2 separate regions of the Sus scrofa genome follow, and region 2 is linked to region 1. A link is a contact called in public HiChIP or PLAC-seq data. All regions are on one chromosome and are shown on one strand. The core of a region is the stretch at or near the end of the contact, and the rest is flanking DNA. Distances in the headings are between cores, read along the strand shown. Region 1 overlaps GUCY2C (guanylate cyclase 2C (heat stable enterotoxin receptor)). Region 2 has its middle 87 kb from the start of ATF7IP.

The links. HiChIP or PLAC-seq counts read pairs in DNA pulled down with a chosen protein or histone mark.
Region 2: an H3K27ac HiChIP or PLAC-seq map of skeletal muscle shows a contact between it and region 1. The contact joins two enhancer-like sites. A contact is called at or near these places in 1 of 47 Hi-C or Micro-C datasets (embryonic fibroblasts) and 2 of 2 datasets of contacts at active chromatin or transcription factors (alveolar macrophages and skeletal muscle).

What each region holds. Positions count from the first base shown.
Region 1 is chr5:57,877,819-57,884,971 of Sscrofa11.1, forward strand. GUCY2C (guanylate cyclase 2C (heat stable enterotoxin receptor)) reads left to right here. Exons shown (of 27, transcript NM_214105.1): 18 at 2,140-2,277; 19 at 3,059-3,147; 20 at 5,612-5,703. Among named protein-coding and RNA genes, the nearest start is that of GUCY2C, 59 kb to the left of the region's middle. Within about 2 kb of position 4,438, at least 11 of the 83 cell types and tissues checked have an H3K27ac peak or open chromatin away from gene starts, as enhancers often do. A contact at or near this core is called in alveolar macrophages and skeletal muscle, where this site is marked.
Region 2 is chr5:58,233,359-58,240,800 of Sscrofa11.1, forward strand. No RefSeq gene overlaps it. Among named protein-coding and RNA genes, the nearest start is that of ATF7IP, 87 kb to the left of the region's middle. Within about 2 kb of position 3,028, at least 68 of the 83 cell types and tissues checked have an H3K27ac peak or open chromatin away from gene starts, as enhancers often do. A contact at or near this core is called in alveolar macrophages and skeletal muscle, where this site is marked.

The sequences.
Region 1 (7,153 bases), core at 3,188-5,687:
CAAAAAGTACCACAGGAGTTCCCAGTGTGATGCAGTGGGTTAAGAATCCCAGTGTGATGCAGTAGCTCAGGTTGCTGCAGGAGCTGTGGGTTCCATCCCTGGCCCAGTGCAGTGGGTTAAGCATCCGGCATTGCCGCACTTGGGGTGTAGGTCAAAGCTGCAGCTCAGTTTCAGTCTCTGGCCTGGAAATTTCCATATGCCATGGGTGAGGACATTAAAAAAAAAGTGACACAAAGAAAAGTGATGTGTAAAGTATAAAGAGCTTTTCATATTGAACGTTTAGGTGTTCTTCACTTTAACTCAGGGTTAAATAGTCTCAGAAGACTAGCGTTCATCGGTGCCTCAAAATACTGCCTAGATCCAAGAACTAAATCCTTCCTCTAACTCTACTTTGCAATCTTTAGTTTTCCCTTAAAAGATGAAAAATTGCAGTTATGCCCCCACTTCTTCAGTCACGTCAAGCATGCCAGGACATTGGACTCAATCCAGTTAAGCGGTAGTTGAGGACCTGCTGTGTGCCAAGCAGGGTTCATCATGGAGTGAGCCGATCTCCTTCATTAAACGACTCACCATGACACAGAATCAGACAAACTGCGGGTCAAATCCTACCCTCCTGAACTTCATCCATTTACCTATCTGTGGGGTTGGTGGATTGCATCCATTTACCTATCTTGGAACTTGAGCATAAGTAGATTTATTTCTCTTTCCTACAAGTCCAAGAACAAGCCATATAAACTCATGAGACAAATTCCAAAAGGCAGTGAACAGTTGGATGGAAAACCAAATGACGAAAATGTTCTTCATTATAAGCATGTCATGTGCCTAAACACACGCATGTATAGCTTTGTTTCATTGAAACTGCTGAAGGTAGAAATCTCAAAAAGTCTACCAGGAGCTAAGGGATCCTGGAAAATTTCCAAGGGATGGAAAATTAATTGTATACCCATTATTATAAACAAGATCTGTGATGGGGTCCAAACCCCAAGTGTTTCGAGGAGCCAAACACAGGACCCAGGAGTGCTTCACTCATGTGAAGTGAACTAGATGGACAGAGCAGGCACAACAGTAAAACGTGGGCAAATTGTGTGCATTAATTTGTTTAAAGAACACTGCGATAAATAAAACACATCTCCAGGTGATAGCTGACTTTGTGGCTGCCAGCGTGTCACACCTGAAAAATATCAGTGATGGTCTCTTTGTTTAAATGTGCTCTCTTGGAGTTCCCCTCGTAGCTAGTAGTTAGTGAACCTGACTAGCTTCCATGAGGACGCGGGTTTGATTCCTGGCCTCCCTCAGTAGGTTAAGGATCCGGTGTTGCCCTGAGCTGTGGTGTAAGTCACAGATGTGGCTCAGATCCATCATGGCTGTGGCTGTGGTGTAGGCTGGCGGCTACAGCTCTGATTGGACCCCTAGCCTGGGAACCTCCATGTGCCACAGGTGCACCCCTAAAAAGACAAAAAAAGTGCTCTTTTTATTTGTTTTTAATAAATATATATATCATATGTATATAATATATATACTTATATTATTACATATAGTATATATTTATACTTATATATATTTATATATAATTATATAAATAAATATATTTATATTTATATAATGCTTATGAACTATACATTTTATATAAATTATATAATTATATAAACTATATCTATATTTATAATTATATAAACCATATAATTTATATATAATTTATAGTTAATTTTATATTGTAAAAATTATGTACTATATATATGTATATATAGTCTTTTATATTACATAAAATAAATACATGATTTTAAAATATTTATGAAGGCTTTTCTGTTTATGCCACATGTTCTGTAAGCTGTTAAATGCTCAGCCTCTTAGATTCTACTGCATTCACCCCACAGACGTTTACTGAGCACTTCCTGTCCCCAGGTGCTAGTCTAGTTGACCTTGAGGGTTTTCAGAGCTCTGAGTCAAGCAGCTTAGGCAAGGCATTGCTGCATGCCCGCACCTGAATCCCGGCATTACACAGTCAGCTTAGAAGGCAAGCATGTGTGCTGCCCCCGTCACCGGCGTTAGCGCGGTGGAGGGACCTAAAAGCAAAAGCAAGTTGGAGACCCCTGAGCGGCTCGACCCCTCACCCTCTCCGTGTCACTGCTGAATGTGCAGACCTGTGGACGGCCCCGGAGCACCTACGCCGAGCCAGCGTCTCCCAGAAAGGAGATGTGTACAGCTACGGGATCATCGCCCAGGAGATCATCCTGCGAAGAGAAACCTTCTACACCCTCAGCTGTCGGGACCAGAAGGGTGAGTGAGACCCTCGGGGGGAGCCAGCGTGCTAGGCTGACCTAGACCCTGAGGTCCTGTGACCACCTATCAGTCCACTCCCCAGCAAAAGCAAGGACACACCCGCCCTCCATAGGGTAGCTGGAGGGATCCATCGCATCTGAAGGTTAGAGGGCTCTGAAAAGCATAGGACAGTATTCCTCTGCCAGCTGCCACTGCTGTCATATTATTGTGTCTGAAAGAATCTTGCCTTACCATTTCCTGATTTCCTTTTGATTCCAGTAGAAGACTTTGTGCCCGTTTCACACCTGGACTAGATCACTCTAGTGGGACAACATAGGCATTTCAGTTCTTACTGAAAGCAGATCAGTAGTTTTGCCACATGTCCCCTCAGGGGGGGAGTGTTTTATTCCATTCATCCAGTCCTCGATTTACTGAGCACTTAATTATGTGCCAGCTCTTAACCCTCTGGGGGATGGAGGTGGTAAAGGGATATAGTGGGGGCAAGCTGGCGTCTTGCTCAGAGAAAGCCTCCCTATGGCAGGTGTATCTGAGTTAAGTTTTAGAGGGTTAGTAGACTTAACTTAAGGTGACCTCCTGGTGTAAAGGGACACAAGACCCCTTCACCTGGAGACTCCTTCATTTGTTCACTTCTCTCTGTTGAGAACTGGCCTAGGCTCTGCCACAGCCCCACTGGGGACCTATCCAGGGTCGGTGAACCAATTCAGAGGCTGGCAGCCGCTGCTAAAATTTCTTCACACTGCTTTCTTTGTTGTCATTTGCATTATTCTTATCCCATCAGAGAAGATTTTCAGAGTGGAGAATTCCAACGGGGTGAAACCCTTCCGCCCAGATCTGTTCCTGGAAACAGCAGAGGAAAAAGAACTGGAAGTGAGTTCTATCTCCCAGCGTGAATGTCTTTGGGCTGCTGCAGCAAAGTACCACACACACACTGAATTAAAACAGAAACATACTGGTTTACAGTTCTGGAGGCCGGAAGTCTGCAGTGAGTTGTCGGCAGGTCATGCTCCCTCTAGTGGCTCGGGGGGAGAATGTATTCCCTGCTTCTTCCAGGAGCTTCCGGTGGCTTAGACGTTCCTTGGCTTCCGGATCCTCCTCTAATCTCTACCTCCAGGCCACTTTCTCCTCTTCAACTTTCCCTCTGCTTCTCTCTTCTGTAAGAATGCTTGCAACTACGTTCAGGCCCACCAAGATAATCCAGCATTACCTCCCCATCACAAGATCCTTTATCATATCTGCAAAGACCCTTTTTCTAAATAAGGTCAGCTTCACTGGCTCTAGGAGTGGGGACACATCCTTGGGAGCTACTGTCAGCCGCCCATACTCCCAAATCAGGAAAGAGTTCCTTAAGCGCACATGTCACATTCTCAAGGTTTAGGAGCTAAAAGTGTAAAATGTCCATGTGATACACTTACTAAGGTTATAAATATTACCTGCTGATTAAATAGCAAATATGGCAACATCTAGAAACAATAAAGAAATGTACTTTCACTCTTTCTATCCTTCCTCTGAAGAAAATGGAGATTTTTCTCTCTTTGTTTGCTTAATTTTTTTTAAACAATCTCTCACAAAGGCCTTTAAGACCTATGGGGAAAAAAAAATCTAATTTTGGGAGGGAATTTTTTCTGAGCTTTTATAATTCAGGAGATGATAAGTAAATGCTCACAAAATATTTATGGTCTTTTAAAAAAACCCATGTTTTTAACACTTTTGCTCTTTGAAAGGTAAAGATAAAAATATTTTGCTTCAGTTTACAGGCGACCTGCCAGATGAGGTTTAGGGCCAGACTCTGCTGGGCAGGAATGGGCCATTTTTACTTCTCTCTCTTTTTGTCAACATTAAAGGCAGGCTGTGGCCCCAAGGTTCTGAGATCCATCTGCCCCTATAATTGCCACCACCTCCTCCCTTCCTTTCCTCTTGCTTTTCTGAATGCTGGGATTCCTCCCTACACATCAGCATTTCTCTTCTAAAACCCTCCTTTCTAGTCTTTATATCCACATGTTGCTTAAGACCTCTTTCACCAAAGCATCTTCTCCTCAATTCACACATGTAGCTGGATTTGGTTCTGGAATTAGCAGTGAGGAATTAGATTCCGTATCTGGTAGGTGGTTCCCAAAGCATACAGGCCTGAAGCTGGATGACTTGGCAGTGCCTGACGAGCATCTGCTGTTCCATCTGTTGCAGCTTCTGTCCCCTCCTTTCCAAGGCAGGTAGCCTGCAGATCGTTTTCCCAGGCAAGAGCATCACCTAGTGGTGAATCTAGGCAACCACAGTTCTAGACTAGTCCTGTCACTCCCAGGGGACTTGATTAAGGCAAAGAGCACAGACAGGAACTGCTTCTCAAACCATTTGTGGTCCTGTTTTGGGTCATAGTGAAGAACGATCTTTATTTAAAACATGGTTTTTATTATGCTTTTTGATCCCACAAAAGCCGCAAACAGGTGGCACCAAAGGAGATGATGATTCCAAGGGCTTCCTTGTACCTCCCCTTCCTTGCTTCTCTTCTCCACTGCAGTGGGCATTGCATCACCTGGGGAACTTAAAAATGTATAGATTATTGGCCTTTGCCCTTGGAACAACTGGAACATACTTATGCTAAACGAATCATGCATTATCTGAAATTCAAGTTTACCTGAGTGTCCTGGATTTGTATTAGCTAAATCTGAGGACCCTAATAAGGCCCCTTCACAAATCAATTAATTCAGAATCTCCTGAAATCGTAACTTTTGTGAACACTGCTCCGACAATTGCACCATCAGGCATGGTTGAAAACTAATTTCATAGAGCCTCGCTCTCGTTTAGAGTTACTGGCCTCTTACTCACTGAGCTCCGATATTTATTGCCCTTCCCAAAATAAACCCTGCAAATGTCTGGAAAGCATTTTGTATCTCCCATCAACCTGACCTCATCAAAACCAGTACCACCATTTTTATTAGTTTAGGGCTGAAGGGAAGGGTGAGGCAAGGGAGTGCAGGTGGCTGTGACTGAGAGAGGCTACAGGGAACTGAGCCATCCCATCCTCTTTGTCAGAGTTGAGATTTTTTTTTTCTTTTTTGCTTTTTAGGGCCACGCGCATGGCATATGGATGTTCCCAGGCTAGGGGTCCCTTCGAAGCTGTAGCCGCTGACCTATGCCTTAACCCATTGGGAGAGGCCAGGGATCAAACCTGAAACCTCGCGGTGGTTCCTAGTCAGATTGTTTCCACTGTGCTTTTGGAACTCCTTTGTGTTTTTTTGTTTGTTTTTTGAGATGTTTTAAAACTATTCTCCCATCCCTGAACAGAATAAGATAGGATACAGCCCCCTGAGTTAATCTGCCTTGTCTGCCTTTCTAGGTCTATCTGCTTGTCAAAAACTGCTGGGAGGAAGATCCAGAAAAGAGACCAGACTTCAAGAAAATTGAGAATACGTTGGCCAAGATATTTGGGTATTGCTGAAATTTTTACTTTTCCTCACTAATTTCAGACTTTTCTAATAATAGTTGATACTCAGTGGCAGCTAAGTGTGAGAATGTCTTTTCTAATGAAAAATCTCAGACTGCAATTCCCCTCAAAAGAATTAAAGTGATCCAGAGACTAACAGACGATTTTTCTCAGGGAAATAATCACTTGAAAAGTTAAGAATTCGAGGGCAAAACTTGCCTGATTAGAAACTAAATTCCGACTGATCACAAATATATCTGTTAAGGAGTTCCCGTCGTGGCGCAGTGGTTAACGAATCTGACTAGGAACCATGAGGTTGTGGGTTCGGTCCCTGCCCTTGCTCAGTGGGTTAAGGATCCGGCGTTGCCGTGAGCTGTGGTGTAGGTTGCAGACGCGGCTCGGATCCCGCGTTGCTGTGGCTCTGGCGTAGGCCGGTGACTACAGCTCCGATTGGACCCCTAGCCTGGGAACCTCCATATGCCGTGGGAGCGGCCCAAGAAATAGCAACAACAACAACAACAACAACAAAAGACAAAAGACAAAAGAAAGACAAAAAAACAACAACAACAACAACAACAAATATATCTGTTAAAAATAGAGTTCCCTGACACTTCTGCTGGTGATTAGGATTTAGAAGTCTAGTATGAATCATGGAAATCTGCAGAGCCCCTGGATAATTCTTAAGATCCCCAAGTTTCTTAAATTTTTAAAATCTTTTTTTTTTGGTGGTGGTTGTTGTTTTTTATGGCCACACCCATTTCATATGGAGAGTCCCAGGCTAGGGATCAAATTGGAGCTGCAGCTGCAAGCCTACACCACAGCCACAACAACATGGGATCCTAGTTTCATCTGTGACCTACATGACAGCTCAGGGCAATGCCAGATCCCCAGTTCACTGAGTGAGGGCCAGGGATTAAACCCAAGTCCTCATGGATCCTAGTTGGGTTCATTACTGCTGAGCCACAAGGGGAACTCCCTAACAATTTTAAAATCCTAAAATCTGAAACTTTGACCTTAAGCACTTAAGACTGGAGCCATGAATCAGATTATAATTTGGGATCAAAAAAAATAGCACACAATTATCCAATAAGATTAAGTTTTAGATTTCTCATGTTTTCAGTTAGATACAATGCAGGGTGAGAAAAACAGCTCTGAGGTTAAGAGTTAGGTGATCCAGTTTCTAGACTAGGGTCTAATAATAGCTTGTTGGACTTTGGACAAGCCACTTACCCTAACTGGGTGTCAGTTTTGTTGCCAGTAAAATTGGAATGAACAAGATGATTTCTGCAGTTTCTTCCAGCTCTAACTTCTGGAGGTTCTCATTAAGTCAAAGACACAGATATTTAATGAGGCTAAAAAAAGTCCAGGGCTGAGATGAGGGGGAGTGAAGGCAATGAAAATGTGGCCATTGAGTGATAAATCTAAACCATCATTTGTAAGAAAAGGAGCGAGAAA
Region 2 (7,442 bases), core at 1,778-4,277, 350 kb after region 1:
GTTGGGAAGGAAGTAGGGCAGAGGACCAGATATTGAGGTGATTTAATCAAGATAGTCTAGGTCATGCCGTGTAACAAATAGCCACCAGTTCTTAATGGTGGAACATGCCAAAAGTTCATTTCTCACTCATACTATTAACCAATGTAGTTTGGCTGGAAGACTTCAGCTGAAACAGGTTTTACCTCAACACTCATTACTATGATCTCTCTGGAGTTAGGATGGGAAAGTGGCAAACGGTTTACTGGATCCTAAAACTTTTTCCTGAAAGTAACATATCACTTCCTCTCTTGTCTTATTGACCAAACTATACCTAATTTCAAAGAGGTCAGATAATGCAATCTTATGTTGTGACCAGAAACTGGGAATGCAGAAATATTTGAACATCACTGATGAGTTACCGGCAGGAGAAAAGTAGTGTCTGAAAAAGCTGCTTGCTGGAGGGATCAGAAACTGGGGTTGTAGTATGAAAACAGACTTCCCACACTCTCCCTCCTAACATTCACAAACCTTTTAAGGAATCTCTCTCCTTGTCCTTGTCTTTAAGAGCTGCATGGTTGAACAGATCAGATATTAGGGACACCATGCAGGGAGAGAGCCTAGCTTAATTGCTAGTGCTAGACCTTAGCCCAGCATGTGGAAACAGGTCTTAGCAAACTAACTGAAAATTTCGGTGAAAACAGTATTGACTCAGCATCAGGTATTTAATTGCACTCTGGTGTCAGGCCAATAATGTGAAATTGTGCTAATAAACCTAAACTTATAAATAACATATTGAAATGTTAAAGTTTTGTATTGGTGAGATCTGTAGGTCAATAGCTCACTTTTGCAAGATTCTTCATACTTGTGAGGTGGCTCTTATTCTAGTAAGATGCGCAGAAGCCCTGTGGGCCAGGGAATCGATCAATTCTCCTGCTAGGCTAGTCCTCTAGTTCCAGTCCTCAGATCTCCTGACATACTGGACTTCAGTTTCCCTGCTTTGCCTTTATCTTTTGAGTTCTTTTATGTCTACCTGATAGCTAACCAATTGATAAATCTGGAGCTAAAACTCTGTTCTGACTCCAGCTCTGGTATTCTTCTAGCTCACTCCATCCCATTTTTCAGCTCTTTACAAGAAGTTCTCTGATGATCTCGCTGCTCCACCCAGTCTTACTCTGTTTTTCACGTCCCTTTCTCCCCCCCCCCAATCTCATTTCTGCCTTTATAAAGTATGTATCATACCACTCGGCAACAGCTGATTTCCTGGGTATCTTCCTTCCCAGCCTGTGAGCTCTTTGAAATTAAGTTTCATGTTTTACCTGTGCCTTTTAAAATTCACAGGTCTAGTACAGTGAATAGTAACAAAGTGCCTGATCATTAAGAAGTGTTCAATGAATGCTGAATGAATATTTAATACTACAAGGATCAAACTTGGGGAGGGTGATTATATGTCTCTGAGTTCTGGGAATTTCCAATATTCTGTGAATCTTTAAAAATTCACTGTAAAGGAGTTCCCATCGTGGCTCAGCAGTTAACAAATCTGACTAGGAACCATGAGGTTGCAGGTTCGATCCCTGGCCTCACTCAGTGGGTTAAGGATCCCGTGTTGCCGTGAGCTGTGGTGTAGGTTGCAGACGTGGCTCGGATCCTGTGTTGCTATGGCTCTGGTGTAGGCTGGCAGTTACAGGTCTGATTTGACCCCTAGCCTGGGAACTTCCATATGCTGCGGGAGCGGCCCTAGAAATGGCAAAAAAAAAAAAAAAAAAAAAAAAAAAAAAAAAAGAAAGAAAGAAAAAAAAAATTCACTGTAAAGATCCATTGTTTGCATTTCCTAAAGCAGGATAAGCTAACAGTATCTAGTGAAATGTAATTAACTAGGGAAAGGTCAACAAATTTAGGCCTTAATTTAGTATCAACAATTCATCCAATTAACTCTGTACAGGGGTGACACTGGCAGTGGTTCTCAACTCTGTTCCAGGTTGGGAGTGGGGTGACACATTTCATTAAGTAATCTTCTGGCAACAGAATCTCTAGGGATGGGGTGGAAAGTGTAGTTTGAAGAAGCCCCTCAGGGATGGGGTGGAAAGTGTAGTTTGAAGAAGCCCCTCAGGGATGGGGTGGGAAGTGTAGTTTGAAGAAGCCCCTCAGGCAATGCCTATAAATTCACCCAGGGGATAATGTGACCCATTTTCTGTCCTCCCCCAACAGTGCACAAAAGGGCAGATGTTGAGGCAGAGCAATCTGATTTTGGTCTTGGAGAATTTGTGATGGATTGGGCTCCCCTGAGGCACCCAGAATTAGGTAGTAGAGCTTTTACTACCACGAGGTAGCCAAGCTCTTACTTTTTCTGGTTCATACAACTGTTTAAAAGTTACATTATTTATAGGCGTAGGCATTTATAGAAGGTCATTTGTCATTAAGGTTATAGTGACTGCTTTTGTTCTTGGTCTTGGGGGAGGGGATTGACAACCACGGCCCTGTCTTCAATGCTCAGGGTGTAATCTGGCTGTAGATCACTTGAAAGCCGGGAGTTGTACAGTCACCCTCTCACACTGTCTTCTTTCAGCCTCTTGGCAGGAGTTTCCTAACTCGATGGAGTGGAGACTTGCAGGAGTAGAACTGGAATGTCTTCCGCATTCCTCCTCCCCTCCCTCTTCCTCTCGTCCCTCCTCCCCCCTCAACTATCCCCCTCCGTACCCATCTTCCCCTCCCCCTTCTCTTCCTCCTCCTTCACCTCCTCCACCTCCTCCTTCAGGCACGGGTTGCAGGTGCAGTGCAGGGAGGAGGGGGAGGGTCGAGTGGCTGGAAGCAGAGAGTGGGAGGATGGGAGTCCAGAAAGCCCGGGCAGCTCCCAGGCCCCCGAGCACGTGCACATGGACCCTGTAAACATTATCTGTAGAATTATCATAAAGTAGGCAAAAAGGCAGGGCCAGCTTCACCAGGCCTTCTGAGAGGACGCACCGCTGTTTTAATTATAGGTTTAGGAAGCGCCAGTTCATTCATGACTACTAATCTCTCATCTGTAAAATGGGGGTAAAACAAATATTATCCAAAAATAGGAAGCTTGCGTGACAAAGCTCTGTTCACTTCCTGTGAATAGTTGGGAGGAACTAAGTAACCGCGCTTTGTTGATTTTTATTCCAGCCAAGTACAAAGACAGACCCTATACAACAAATGTTTTCCTTTGTTCTGGGCCTTGTAAAGAGTCATTTCTCTACAAAGAAAGAATCCCCTTTGTGCATTCCCTGGCCCGCCGGCCGCGGGGATTATGAAGAGAGAGCTCTCTCGAGCTGTTTTCCTGGTTAGAGACATTGTTCTGGAAAGCAGGCTGGGTTGCCATGGTTACGGCTCCCCAGCGGCCTCGCCCTGCCCCTTTCCACCCGGCTAGCCTGCGCCGCCTGCTAGTACCAGGGCAGTCTTGACTTCAAATGTTCCTCCCGCACGGAAATGGCAAGGAAATTCCAAACTATAATTCCCAGATGGCCTCTGAAGCCAGAGGCAGGAAAAAATAATCCCTTGTAAGGCAGGCCAGTATTGTTCTTGAAAAAACAGCCCTTAGATTGAAAGCTTGTTGAAGGCAGGAACCACGCCCTCATCACTGAACCAATCCTCCTCTCTCACCAAAACCTACTTACCCCCCAGCCCAAAGTAGGCTGATACACAGTAGGGTCTGGAGATAAATTTTAAACCATTTGCCAGGGAGGTTGCAGTTTAACAGCCGGTTAAAAGCAAGGACTGGACCAGAATCTTGGTCTGCCATTTAAATAGATGAAATACCTAATCTTTCCAAGCACCGTTTTCCTCATCTCCAGAATGGGAACGATAATGTCTAACTTAGAGATATATGGTGAGTATTGAATAAGATAATTTAATATGTGAAATACTTGGTACTGTGTTTCACTTACAGCAAGCTCTCAATATTATGATTCTGATTATTGCTGTTATTGTTATCTCCTTGCAGCCTTCTGCATGTTCTTGTGGGGAAAAACCCTGCCCTCTACTAAAAAACCCCAAACCCCCAAAAAACTTTCTAGCAGAGGCTATAGCAGCCAAGGTGTAATAGTTAATGAAATGAATATAGAAGCGCTGCGTAAGTTACTTATTTGTGCAATAGCGTCGAATAAGACATGATAGTAACAAGCTTCGTTTATGGACGATTGTTGCATATAAATAATGCGTAGTGGATGTGTTCCAACTGTTCACCGGTATATCAACGATAGATTAACAAGGTTAAAATAGCAGTGACGGCTTTTAGTTTGACCTCCCTCTCACCTCCCCCAATTTCTCAAGGGATTTTGAAACCCTACAGACCCGGTTTTGAGTGTGTGTGTGTGTGTGTGTGTGTGTGTGTGTGAGAGAGAGAGAGAGAGTGGGGGGGAGAAGGGGGGGGAGAGAGAGAGAGAGGGACATAGGGAGAGAGAAAGGAAGAGGGGAGAGAAAGAGACCCAGACTGTACACTCACAGGGGTCTCCACAGTCCTCCCCAAACCAGGGCTGCCTTCCAATTCAAACAAGCCTTAAGGTCTGAAGGCACTCATCTGGTGCCTCTGGAAGATTCTAAACATCCTTGGGATATTCAGGGGAAAGGGAATTTAGCAACGCCACCCCAAAATTTGCTCTGGCCCCTCCCCCAGCTAAGTTCGGACTTTGGCTAGAATTCCTGGGCAGCTTTTGGAGTTTTGGGGGGTCAGGAGATGTAACCGGTCCCAGAAGCTCTCAGTCGAACCTGGCCGCAGGATGTGCACACCCTCGACAGCTGCGGACCACAGCTCAGACTGTTAGACGCTCAGAGGAGCCACTTCGAGGGTGGGACTGATCAGATGTCAGAGGTTCTGGCACCTGGGGGAGGGGAAGCGAGGACAGGATTATCATTCCACTGTTACCCAACACTGCCAGGTCTCTTGGTTGAGAAGGTATGTACAGCTCGTATGTGTTTTTACGGCACGAATGAAAAGAGCATGTGGACAGTCTTTATGGTCGTTAATGCACAGGGCCGAAGGAACCTGGTCATTACATGTACAAATGCCAAGTGTATGTAGGGCGCTCCCAAGACACCTATGTGCGGTGTATATTGAGATTGTGCAATAATGCAGCAGAGGTGTGGAAAGGCGGTGTGAACTGCACGGTGTGAAGCGTTGTTCCCTCTCCTTCAGACCCTCTCACACATCCCTCCCCCACACCCGCACACACGTTAAACTACCCTTGACACAGACTCCTCCCCTCCCCCAACACCGCAGCCAGCTTTCTCTGAAAACTGATACCCTGAGGCCCTTTCCCTTACCAGCCACAATTAGGGGAAGTAGAAGGGAAAATGCGGACTGGATCAAGGCACAGAGGCAGTGCTCTGTCATTTTTCCTTCCGCAATAGGCCACTGTTCCGGCTCCAGGCCTTATATTTTATCTGACTTTGCAACGCCAGGAAACAGCTTTAGGCTCCTGCGAGTCCAGGCCGAATCCACTTCTCTCTGCGAAATCCATTTTGTATTTTCTCTTTCACCCTCATCAAGTCTCAGCCGAGGCTGTTGTTCTCAATCCAGCTCAGAAACTGGCTCAAACCGCCCTGAACTGGATTTGGTGGCTGTTGAGACACAGTTTCTGCCTCTTTGTTAGGGCGGATCCGGCCTCATTTGCTCCTCTGTTTCCCTCCCTCCTGTTTTCCCAGAGTCACCAACAGCAATTCCCCTCCCCCTGCTTTCCAGTTTGGCATTTTTTTACCCTTCCCTGGGCCAAGGCCCCCTGAAGTAGATTAAATTCTTTAATAAAATAGTGGATTTAGGTTGTAAAGCTTCAGCTTTTATTACATTAACTATTTAGTTCTGCTTTTCTCAAATTTGTTATCTAAACCAATTGACATGGTGCCCTTAAAATCTTGGCTCTCATTTTAACCTAGAAATATCTTAAATCTTCACTCTGGATGGAAATAACTTTAAATTTCAATTCAAAGGCTGAAAGATTAATTTGTTTTGTAGCTATATTTAAGTCAAAATAATTTATTCATTTCTTTGTTGAGAAATGACAAAACATAAAATGTATGGAATTTTTAAGTAGCCACTCATACTAACTGTTGCAACTGCGCGATTCCCAGAGAAAAGAACTGAAGACTTGAGATTGTTTTGGTTTTCGAACGTGTAATTATAACCCCTGGTCAGATTCTGTGAATTGTTTAGGGAAGAAGGCTGTTTGGAGAATGCGCGGGAACCATTCCTAACGTGATGCAGGTGGAGGCAAAACTAGGAGTGTGACGGAATGAGGAAAGGATAGGGCTGGGCTTCTGTAAGTTTTCTATCAAATTTAAGCATTTCTCACGTTTTGGAACTAGATAAGAGGGGGCGATTGTACAACATCGTGGAGGTATTAAATGCCACTCAATTGTACATTTTACAATGTTGATTTTATGTCATGTGAATTTAATCTCAGTTTTTAAATATTAAGCGTTTCTTGCGAAGAATTTTTTGTTTTCTTCTTGTGGGTTTTTGAAAAATCAGAGAGGACACAGATGATAAGCAACCATATTCGGGGTGTGTCTCCTTTCGGTGCTTGACGACTCACTAGTCTCCCCCTGCTGGCCAAAGCGAGCAACGTGTCACATCGTCGGAAGGCCTTTTGAGCCTGTCTCAATTATATGTCGAAGCACAAATAACAGGCTGCTTTTTTAGGAATCCTTCTCTTTACTTGTTTCGTGTGCATTTCATTTGTCTTACTTGTGTGCTTGGTATCAGGCTCTTTTACCAAACGAGGATCACAGACATTTTGCTTCTGTGAGGTTACAAAGGATTAATTAAAACTCAGCAGTTTAAAATTCACCCCTACATCCCCAAGCAGAACCATAAATGCTGTCATTTATCCTAAACTAAAAACCAGAGTTAAATTGATCATTTACATGTTTAGTTTCAGTAGAGCAGAAAGCCCTGGAAAAAAGCCAATTTTTTTCCCCAGTAGATCTGGAAAAGCTATTTTTATGTGAGGGGGGGGGGGGCTTTGTCTAGTACCCTGAGAAAGACTGGTTTTGGGTGAAGGTAATCCTCAAAACGTATGTATAAAAGGTCAGTTGCTCAATTAAATTTGTTTTTATGAAATTTACAAAGCTTAAGTAATTATTATGGGAAGAAAAACAGTAGTTTAAGCTATACTGGAGGTCAAGTAATCCAGATAAGCCTCCTCCTTGTTAGATCATTTGTTACTTTAGGATCTTCTCACCTTTTGTTTCACTTGCTTAAAATGCTCCTCCCTTCTCCAGTTCCTCCTATTTATGGTCAGGCCTCACCTCTCAAGCCTTTCCTTATATGTCACCTCCTGGAAGAAGTCTTACTGCTTTGTCAAAAGTAGATTCCTTATACCCTGTTATCTTCTCATATGACATCCTCTTTTTTTTCCTATTGTAGCAGCACTATATCTTACAGTTGTATATGTTTGTTTTCTTGTATTTTTTTCCTCCTTCACGAGCTTTTTAAATCTCCTAAAGGCCAT